2 separate regions of the Capsicum annuum genome follow, and region 1 is linked to region 2. A link is a contact called in public Hi-C data. All regions are on one chromosome and are shown on one strand. The core of a region is the stretch at or near the end of the contact, and the rest is flanking DNA. Distances in the headings are between cores, read along the strand shown.

Region 1 (5,254 bases), core at 577-3,076, 45 kb after region 2:
ATCAGATCTACTAGCTAGCCTAGTTAGCTATACTATAGAAAGGAAAACAAATAAAAAGAGTGCATTGGAATTTGAAGTGTCTGTAGATTTTAGACATTTTCTTGTAATAATGTTGGCTTTTTGTACGAACTCTAATGTAAGTATTAAGACTTTTGCAAGGACTCCAAAAGCTTTTCGCCCACAGACCACAGTATACGCATACTCTAGAGTAATTAAATTTCAAAATTGACCCCTTTAATATTATGCTACGACAAAATTAGGAGTAATTTGGGTACAAAATTTACCTGTAAATGGGATTTAACATGTGCCAAAGTGAGATCTTTCACATCCATTAGCTCAAGAACCGACTTGGGCGTTGCTCCTATAAAATCACCCAAAAAAGGGAAATTAATAATATTAATTGAGTTCATATGATCATAGACAAAATCTCATACATTTACAAAACACAAGCATAATTTTTTTTGCATATGTATCGATGGACTGAGATGAAAGATGAATTTTAGTAGCTTAATTGATTGATTGTCTAAACGTTCATTATCTTGGCGGTGACAGTTCCATTCCTCACCTTGTAATTCTCTTCCCAATTTTTATTTGAAGAAAAAATAGATTGAGTTAAGAGCGATAAAATTAGTTGAACAACCTTCAATAAGCAACGGCGTACTGTAAGTGGCAGAGTGATTTTGCTGCTACTATGAACTAAGATTCAACCCTTTATCACTCGGATTCATGAAAACAAAAGAAACAAGGAATAAAAGCATATATGGAAGAAAAGGAGCCTACTTTCATGGCCACCCAAGAGCTCGACAGCATGAACAAATCTGGCATGAAGACTACTAGTCCAGCGCATCCGTGGAGCTCTCATGGTACGTTTGGCTGGAAACCTTGACAAAAATCTCGATCGCATTAGGCCAGCTTGATGATGGGATTGATGAAAAGGAATAATTGGTGAGGAATTAGAGATAGTTTTGTTACTAATATTGTTATTAAAACTACTAATACAACAACCAGAAGAATGTATAGGTAATGTAGCTGCAGTAGTACTAGTATTGTCAAAAGTTTGGTGAGCAAATATTGGGTAGTTATGATGAGAAACGGGAATAGAAGGAGAAGGAAGAGGAGGAGGGTTTTGATGGTACACTGGAATTCCTCTTATGGGTCTTAAGAAACTAAGTTCTTGATTTTGTTGTAAAGATTGGTGGATGAAATTGGTGTGAGTGTTTTGGATGGTGGGATGGAAATGGGAAGTAGTGTTAATAAGTTGATGAGGAGGAGAAGGTTTATTTGGAATATTGGATAAGGAAAGTTCAAAAAGAGAAGAAGAATTATTGCTGTTATTATCAGATTTTGAGTTTCTTGACTCCAAAGCTCTTTTCCAGAAGAGTAAATCCATCTCATCTTGATTAGTAGTACTATTAGTATTATTAGTGACCATACTAGACTTCCAAGCTGTTGATGATGCTTTGCTATTTGGTGGACTGATTTGTAAAGATAAGTCTGGTTGTGCTGGGAATAGCTCCATCTATATATAACTCTTCTCTTTGTTTGCCCTAGCTAGCTCTTTATGTTGTTGGTGGTGGTGTTTCTCGTAGTGTTTGTAAATAGGTTAAGGAAAAAGTGATTATCAAGAAGCTAAGATTTTAAGGTTGAAGGAGAGAAGATAAAATTTGGGATTTTGGAGTTTGTTGTGTTGATCAAAAGAAGGTAATAGTAGTAGGAGTAGTTGTAAGGAGGAATTTGAGATTGAGTTTTAGAGAGAGAGAGGAAGTGGAGGAGAAATGACAAGGGATGAAGATGGAGTGAATGGTTGTTTCTTTTTGTGTGAAGTATATGTGAGAAAATGACACTTTGTGAGGCTAATATGGGGTGGAGTGGGGGGTGGGGGTGCAGGTGGGGGAGGGGTTGTGGGGTTAGGGAGGAGATTGTTCCTTTTGTGGACGTGGGGGTAAGATGAGAAAAGTGAGGAAAAGATGAAGTCAAGGAAAGTAAATAGAGTAAAGTTTGGGGGTGGAAAAAAAAGTTTTGGGGCTTTGCTTTCTTTTTTACTTTTATTTCCCCCCCTCCTTTTAACGATAAGTCCCCTAGTATTCTTTCAGCCTTTCAGGAAAGAAAAAGGAAATTTTAGTGTAAGCTTTAACGTGCGCATTTGTCGCTTAACAACTCATACTCCTAGTTTTAATTAAAATAGTTGATTTCTTTTTAAAAATATTTATTTTAATTTAATTCTCTATTTTATAGAATTATAAAAATATTATTATATTTTTTTAATAATATTTTTATCATTAAATGACTAAATATTATTATTAAATAACTAAATAAAGTATATATACTTAAATTTATACTTTTCAAATATAATTAATAAGATTCATTTGATAAAATAAACCTAATAAATTTTTTATTCAGAGAAGTGTCAAAGTTAAGAAGTACAATTATTTTGAAACAAAATAATTAACTATAATAACAGTATTTGTTTGAAAATTTCATCATTGTTATATACAGGTGTTGCTATATATATATATATATAATGACGTTTGACGTTCAGATCTTATTTATCTGTTATAAACAAAAATGTGCAAAATTAGAAAGGACATGTATATAAGAAAGACAAATATTAGCAGTATTTTCCTCTTGAAGTAATGATGTAACTGATGTCCTTCATTTATATATATTTTTATATTCTTTAAATTAGATATTTGTACTTAAAATTTACTGTGTGCATGACATAAATAACGATTACCATAAATATTTGATATTTTATTTTATATCCAATATATTTCTTATATAATATCTAAATATATTGCTATAGAAAGATAATTTTATAACGAGTGTACCATCATAATAAAGGACATTGTTGTTAATAGATAAAATACCGTTATAGAGAAGTAAAAAATATAACGGGCGAAATCGATTTTGGAGAAAATTATATCATTATAATGAAATATCGTTAGAACGAAGTGACATAATAGAGAGCTCTGGACGTATAACATATCTATTGAATTAATGTAAATGCGGGTGTGAAAGTACATGTTTACCCCTTTTAACAAGGTCTAAATTTCTAGATCTGATAATTATTATAACAAGAAAATGCTACACATAAATTTGGACCTACTAATGGCTGTAAATCACAGAATTATGGTCACTCATTTGGTCAATTGCATTGGGATAATATAATACTCAGAAATTATTTGCAGCTTCCTTGTACACTCAAATTTCTTTCCTACTTTGGGAAAGCCTCAGCCAAATGGTCCTTCAAAAGTCAACGAAAAAGTTAAAGCTTTAATTTATCTTCTTAGGCCGTTCAATTTTATGGACCATTTTACTTTGCTTCGTGTCATTTTGATCTTAGGACATGTGAAATTACCTCGGATATAAGTCTGTCGATATGGGTTTAACTAATACTGTTCAAGTATCAGATATTCAATTCTAGGTGTGAGGAAGAAGGTGTTGAAGATTCCCGGATCAGATGAAAAGAGGATAATTGATCTTGTTGATACGAAGAGTTAATAACTCGTCACTCAACTTTCTATTTTTATCTCAGAAAATCACTCAACTTTAATCTTTACTTCAAAAGTCACTTAAATTTCATATTTTTTTCTCAAATTATTTAATCATTTTTTTAAATAACATTTGCTTATGTGAAATTATTATTTAGATGCAAAATTTTAAAAAATAAAAAATTATCTCTTGATAACTCTTTTATCCTTATTCATAGAAATTTAGTATCTCCCCTCCTCTTTCTCATTTTTCTTCTCCTTCTCGCATATTGTAATTAATTCAACACTAAGTATGTTTAATAAAATATCAAAGGATCACACTAAAATTTAACAATAACCAAAGAATTAAAATTATAATTATTTTGCTTTACCTTTTCAATCCTTGTTTAAACTTGTTTTTTCCCATCTGATATTGATGTTCGTATTGAAATCTAATTAAATTTAAATGTATACATTATATAGCTTATTATAAATGCGACACTCTCAACGATACCCTCCCCCACCCCCCTTCCTGTTTTCACTCTAAAGATGTCTTTTTTTTATAAATGTTTGTATTATATGTATGAAAAAAAAAATTGTACTATATGTATATGTATGATGAATTAGAGATTTTATATCCATAACTAAATATTATGAATATTATACCTATGTTATAGGGATTCACTATATGTATGTAATAACTACGTACATGTGACTTTTAGTAATAAATGAGTTAAATTACGTATTATTTAGTTATATTTCATCGTATTAATATAGTTTATATTAATAATTTTTATCCTTCGATTATTGTTGAATTTAATTTGATCTTTTAATATTTTATTAGACATATTTAATATTGAATCAATTACAATATGTGAGAAGGAGAAGAAAAATGAGAAAAGAAAATTAATTTATGAGAATAAGGATAAAAGGGTCATTAAGAGATAATTTTTTAGTTTTTTAAATTTTACATTTAAATAATAATTCCACATAAGCAAGTGTTATTTGAAAAAATGATTAAATAGTTTGAGTGACTTTCTGAGTAAAAATGTGAAAGTTTAGTGACTTTTGAATTAAGATTAAAATTAAGTGACTTTCTGGGATAAAAGTCTAAAGTTGAGTGACCATTTGAGTTATTAACTCTTGATATAAATTGAACAATTCTCCCTCGTGAATTAATTTTGTATAAATAACATAAATACCAACCTTTTTGGAAGTAATTACACTCTCTCCCATTTTTTTAATTACTTTACTTTCTCTCCCTATTAATATACATAACATAATCGATATATACATAGCATTTTGTGTATATGTTGAGATTTTTGTAATATATTGAGGGAGTTGAATTTTTTGTAATATTAAAAATATAAATTATGTATCTGTGTAATTTTTAGATTAATTTTTGTGATTAAATTAGGCCCAAAATTCACTAATCATTATAATGTGCACGTACGCATTCTCTATCTATTTTCTCAAGAAGTCCACGAATGTACTATATATTTCGGGTCAACCTAAAAGTTAAAAACTGAATTAGATCAATCTCTTTTTTAAAAAAAAAAAAATAAAAAAAAATTATAAATTATATCAAATCCGTTCTGTAGGAATTGGATCTTTAAATATGTTGGCAAATGCTACCCATTTGTACTGGAACGGAATAAAGAAATAAAAATTAATATAATACTCCAAATATGTTTTCCATTTTCCATTGGTTTCATATTGAATTTAATATAATCAAATGTGAGAATAAATTTTGTATACTAGTGTGAACACCCACTAATCTCTAT
Region 2 (5,468 bases), core at 684-3,183:
CTGCAGCTGACAGACTGTAGGACTTGTGATAAAGCTTATTTAGCATTGTTGTTGTCTGGAACTTTTCTTTGCCAAGCAATCAGCTACTTTATTTGTTTCACTAAAGTTGTGCCAGAAAACTGAATTTTACAATTTCTTCAAGAGGGATCTTCATGAGCTTTTTATTGTCAACTGTTACTTGTGTTCAGGTGTTGAGTTTTGGCCTCTTGTTGTATACAAATATATATATAAATATATAAAATTCAGTTGCTTTCCGTCAGCTGTGAATATATATTTTTCTATACGTAAATGGGATTTAGGACTATTTGAAAATTTGGACAATGGACACCTGTAACATGCTTTGAGACGACAACTACTTAGCTGGAGATTCATGTGTTTGAAAAGAACAGATTTTTGAACGATGTGGATATTAACAGTGTGGAGTTGAACGAGGCTAACTAACTTTGTATTAAGTTAGGGTAATAGCTTTAATTTGTCTTGAAAAAAATTTGTTGATCATAAATTTCTTATAAGACATTCCCTATTAAGGACAAGAATGATTTAATAGAAATATTTGAGAATTACCTATTACTCCATCATTTACATTGGATAGATGTCCAATAAGTTTGAACAGGACCCAGAAAAAGATATGTGCTTCTAATGGGAAGCTTAAAAATGAAAAAAGAAAGAGGGGATAGGAAAACTCAAGTTGGTAATAGTAAAATTAATAATCAAGAGCTAGCTAGGTTCAAATGTTATGCTAATTTTCGATTTGTGAAACCTACATTTAATGTGCTGGACATAAAAAATATTTAGCGTCAAAACTCTAAAAGAGAGGGGAAAGGAGAGTATTTAGCAAGGATACAGTGAGAATAATGCATAAAACAATGCAAGGATTATGAATATGGAAAAAGACACTTCAAATTTGGATTAAACAAAAACTTCTCTTTCTAATATCTAAATCTAGTTCCCATCTTTGTTTCATGTATTCCCAAAGTATCACCTAAATAAGTACTGCTAGAGAGCTGTGTTTTTAAAGGCGGAGGCGTAAGGTGAGACATTTTACTTAGTACAAAGCGAGGCATAGGTCCCGAGGCGATGAGGCGTAAGTTCCACAACTCCTTTAATTTTTAATATTTTTAAATTAATATAAGTAGATATAAAAAATTTTAAAAGAGATAAATCACTTAAAAAGGTAAAATTACATCAAAATTATTTAAAATGGCAAAATCATCTTCCACGTCATTTTTAAATGTTGCATTAAATTTCACGTCATTTTGAAATGCAACAAAAGAAATTAAATATTAAAATAAAGTTAATTTTACAAATTGTAAAAAATTTTTAATTATGTTCTTAATATTTGATCACAAATTGAGCATCAAATTCATTCCAAATCGTTGAAATTCCTCTCCAATTAATTTAAATTTTCAACTATAATTCAAATGTATTAATTTAAATTTTCAACTATAAATTCAAATGCACAAACACAATAAATTTTAAATTTTAAATTTTAAATTTTAAATATCTTTGAAAAATCTACAAAAACTCATTTCTTGCTCTTCAAACTTGAACTTCAAGCTTTTCCAAACTCATTCATGGAATTTATTAATTTCTCAATATCCACTATCACTCACTTTCACTTCAAATTTAAATTTTAATCCTAAAAAAATGTGAAAAGTTTGAATTGAAAAAATAATCTGTAAAAAAATAAAAAAGTAAATTTCGAATGAAGGAGAAGAAAATTTTGAAGAAGGTAGAAAGATTATTTTCTTCTTTCAAATGCGATGTGGGTAAGGACCGGAAGAAAAAGAATAGTGAGGTGGAGTGATGCAGATGGGGTGGGGGATATGCGTGGGGCTGACAAAGAAATAGAAATAAAAAAAAATTAGAGAGGGTGGTTTTGGGGGAAGGGTGACAAAAAAGAATAAAAAAATTGAAGGGGGGAGGGGGAAGGGGAATGGTTGCTGCGTGGTGGTGGTGAGGGGGGAAGGCGGGGCAGGGAAGGGTTAGAAAGAGAGGAAGAAAGTGGGATTATTTCTTTTTTTTTGACTTTACTATTTTTTAATTATTTTAAATATCTTTTTTATTTCACTTGCCCAAAAAACGCGTGCAAGCATGCATTTTCTATCTCAATAATTTAATGCAACATATGCATTAAAAGAATTTTAAATATTGTGTTTTAATGGGTTGAGAGGTTCAGATGGTAAAAGGCTAAGTAGAGATGTTCACTTATAAACTCGGACAAGTACAAGGTCCACTAGACAATTTCGCCTTAAAAAAAGTGAAATATGTATTTAAAACTGCTTCAACAAGAAAACAACAACCAACCCATGCCACATAATACAAATATTTTATAAAATCAACTTTCTTATAATAAACTATTATATGTCCTCAAAAACATAAGTTTGTATAAAAAAAAATTACATAATCAATCAAACCCCACATTTTCGTTTCTTGATCAATATATTTACGCATTCATTTACTACATATTATGTTTTAAAAGAGAACTAATAAAGTAAATAACTTAAAACCTCATCATCATACGACTTGAAAAGAATTAGAAGAAAAGAAAGGAATTAGGAAAAAGAAAGTACACCCAGTACCTTCTTGATGAGTAGCAGCATCATCGACCCCACGGACAAATTCGTATCAAAGTGTAACTTTTTCAAGTTTCTTTCACTTTTGATTGGTGCATTTAAGTATTTACCAATCATATATTTTAGTATTAAATTTAAATTCGATATTTAACAGAAAAAAATTATTTTACTTTGTAAATTTTCTAGGCTTACATCTAATTTGCGCCTCATGCTTAGACAAACACCTTAAATTTCGAGATGTTCGCTTTTCGATACTTTCACCTCCTTACAACGCCTCGAGACATTTTTGACTACGCCTGCACCCCGAGGCGAGCCTCGTGACTATTTCTTAAAACACTGCTACAGAGTCGAATAGCGAATAGCTTAGAACTTAGAAGGAAAGACACTGAGGTTGGGTTGTCTAGATTAGTCTAAAATTATGTCAAGAAACACAGGCCCATTAGTGTGGGGAGAGCATTCGTCAAGCAAGCCCGCATGGACAAACTTGTCAAGGACGTATGGGTCGTTCACAAAAATATTCTTGCGCAATCTTAAACTTTTTACCTCGTTTGCCACACAAAATTTTTAAGTTTAGAAAATTTCGTCCTTGATCTTTGCTACCATCCATTTTCAAGATCATTGGATATACTTTCCTGGTCAAGGACATCTAATTGGTCTATGACGCTAAAAACAATTAATCCCTCTGTTTCATATTAATTAACCCTTATTGACTTGACATATTCATTAAGAAAATATTAATTAGGGGTCTATTTTATCAAATTAAGTCTTATTAATTATGCTTTGAAAATATATATTTGAGTAAATACACTTTGTTTTATCATTTAATGTTAAGGGTATTATTGGAAGAATATACATAAAATCCTCTTGATCATTAAAAGAACAACTAAATTGAAACAAATATTTTTAGAAATAGAGTCAACTAAAATGAAACGGAAGGAGTAGTAATTAGTCGATTCAAGCCGTACGTAAACGTTTTTTAAAAAATTTAAGTCCTGGCAGCATAACTTGGATTAAGAGCATATGAAATTACTCTAAGTGCTTACTTTTTTGTAAAGAAATTGATTGAAGTTAAATTAATATATCGAGGGACACCAAAGAAAGTATCAGTTTATAAGGGAAAATTTTAAAAATAGCAACTATAAAGCTTTAATTATAATTTTTATAGCAACAGTTTCAAAATTACAAAAAATAGCAATATATATTTTGTATTTCAGTAAACTGTTGCTATTTAAATATATATACAATCAGAGATTTCCTTCCTAATTTAATGCTAATCTGTTTGAGTTAAATAAGGGAAAAAATTGTTCCTTAATTTATGACACGTGTTTCTTAATTTATGGCACATTTAATTTTACAGATTCATTTACCTTATAAAACTCTTTTTTTAGCACAACCATTAAATTACAACTACTAATTAAAATTCAAAAAATGTTTTCCATAATTAACAACTCAAATCAAATTCAAAAACATTTTCCTTCATGTTATTTTTTTTTGCTGATCGACTAAAATTTTGAAGAAAATATTAAAAATACAATGGTCCAATTATAGGTATTGATCAACTAACTCTATTCTATTTGTGGTTTTCATAAAATTAAAGTGCGAAATTGCTGAAAAACTTGTAACAAACTGTCGCGGGATTCAAAAATTTGAGATCTTATACGAATTTTATCAGTTCTCGTAAAAAATGATTTAAGCAAAATTTTTTTTCAATTTCAAATTTGTTCTTGTTGTTCTGTTATTTGAAAGTTGAGATGCAATTTTTATACTTTAAATTTGAATTTTAGTTTAGGATAACTAGTGTTCGACTAAAAATTTTTTTTCGTTTGTATTCGTTTTGCAGCTTTGTATATACGAATTAGTTGTTGTATATAGCACATATTTGAGATTTAAACAAACTTGATTCTATTTGTGTGTTTCATAAAATAAAATTGCAAAAATTACTGAAAAATTTGTAACAAAATTGTGCAGTCGCGGAATTCAAAAATCTAAGATCGTATATGAATTTTATCAGTTCTAAAAAAAATGATTTGATCAAAATTCTTTTTTTAAAATTCAAAGTTATCTGTGTGTTTATGTAATGTGAAAATTGAGATACAATTGTTATACGTTAAATTTGAATTTTAGTCGATGATAACTAGTATTCGAATAAAAGATTTCTTTTCGTTGGAATTCATTTTACAGTTTTGTATATACAAATTAGTTGTTGTATATAGTATGTATTTGATATTTAATTTTATTTTTATTGTTTTTTGGTGTTCTGGAGATTGACAATGGAAAGCATACCTGTTCTTGTTAAACACTCTTGTAGATGGACATATAAATTACATTATGAAGATTACATATGTTTCCAGTTGTATGTATTTATAATATACATATGCAGTACGTTTATGTGTTCACTGGCAGTTTCATATGTTTCCAGCTGTATATATTTATAATATACATATGCAATACGTTTATGTGTTCATTGACAGTTTCATATGTTTCCAACTGTATGTATTTACAATATACATATGCAGTATTTTATGTGTAAAAATCATGTATTCTTATTTGTATTTTTTTAATATGTGGGACATATATTTTCATTGGCATATGGTGTACTAGATTCTGAAAATGACGCATCTTGGACTTGGTTCTTTGAGAATCTGAAGGAAGCATATGGTAAAAAAAAACATATGTGCATAGTTTTCGATCGTAATGCAAGTATCATAGAAGTGGTTGCTGATGTGTACAATAATGTACCACATTATGTATGTATGTGGCGTCTATAGGGTAATGTGAAAACAAATTTAGAAAGTCACATGATGCATTGTTCGTGGTAAATCAGGAAGAGCTATGTTCAAAAATAAAAATAAAAATTATTGTAGTTCATGTGAGTTTAAAGGTCACAATATT

What was found. Hi-C and Micro-C count contacts between places; a contact is called where the count stands out from the background.
Region 1: a contact with region 2 is called in a Hi-C map of placenta, with 2.3 times the contacts expected there. The contact joins the promoter of LOC107872866 here to the enhancer-like site in region 2. A contact is called at or near these places in 3 of 5 Hi-C or Micro-C datasets (leaf and placenta).

What each region holds. Positions count from the first base shown.
Region 1 is chr6:187,050,084-187,055,337 of UCD10Xv1.1, forward strand. LOC107872866 (probable transcription factor KAN2) reads right to left here and starts at 1,827. Exons shown (of 6, transcript XM_016719516.2): 1 at 781-1,827; 2 at 285-361. The coding sequence starts at 1,519.
Region 2 is chr6:187,004,813-187,010,280 of UCD10Xv1.1, forward strand. No RefSeq gene overlaps it. Among protein-coding and RNA genes, the nearest start is that of LOC107872866, 44 kb to the right of the region's middle. Within about 2 kb of position 1,934, at least 5 of the 5 cell types and tissues checked have an H3K27ac peak or open chromatin away from gene starts, as enhancers often do. A contact at or near this core is called in leaf, where this site is marked.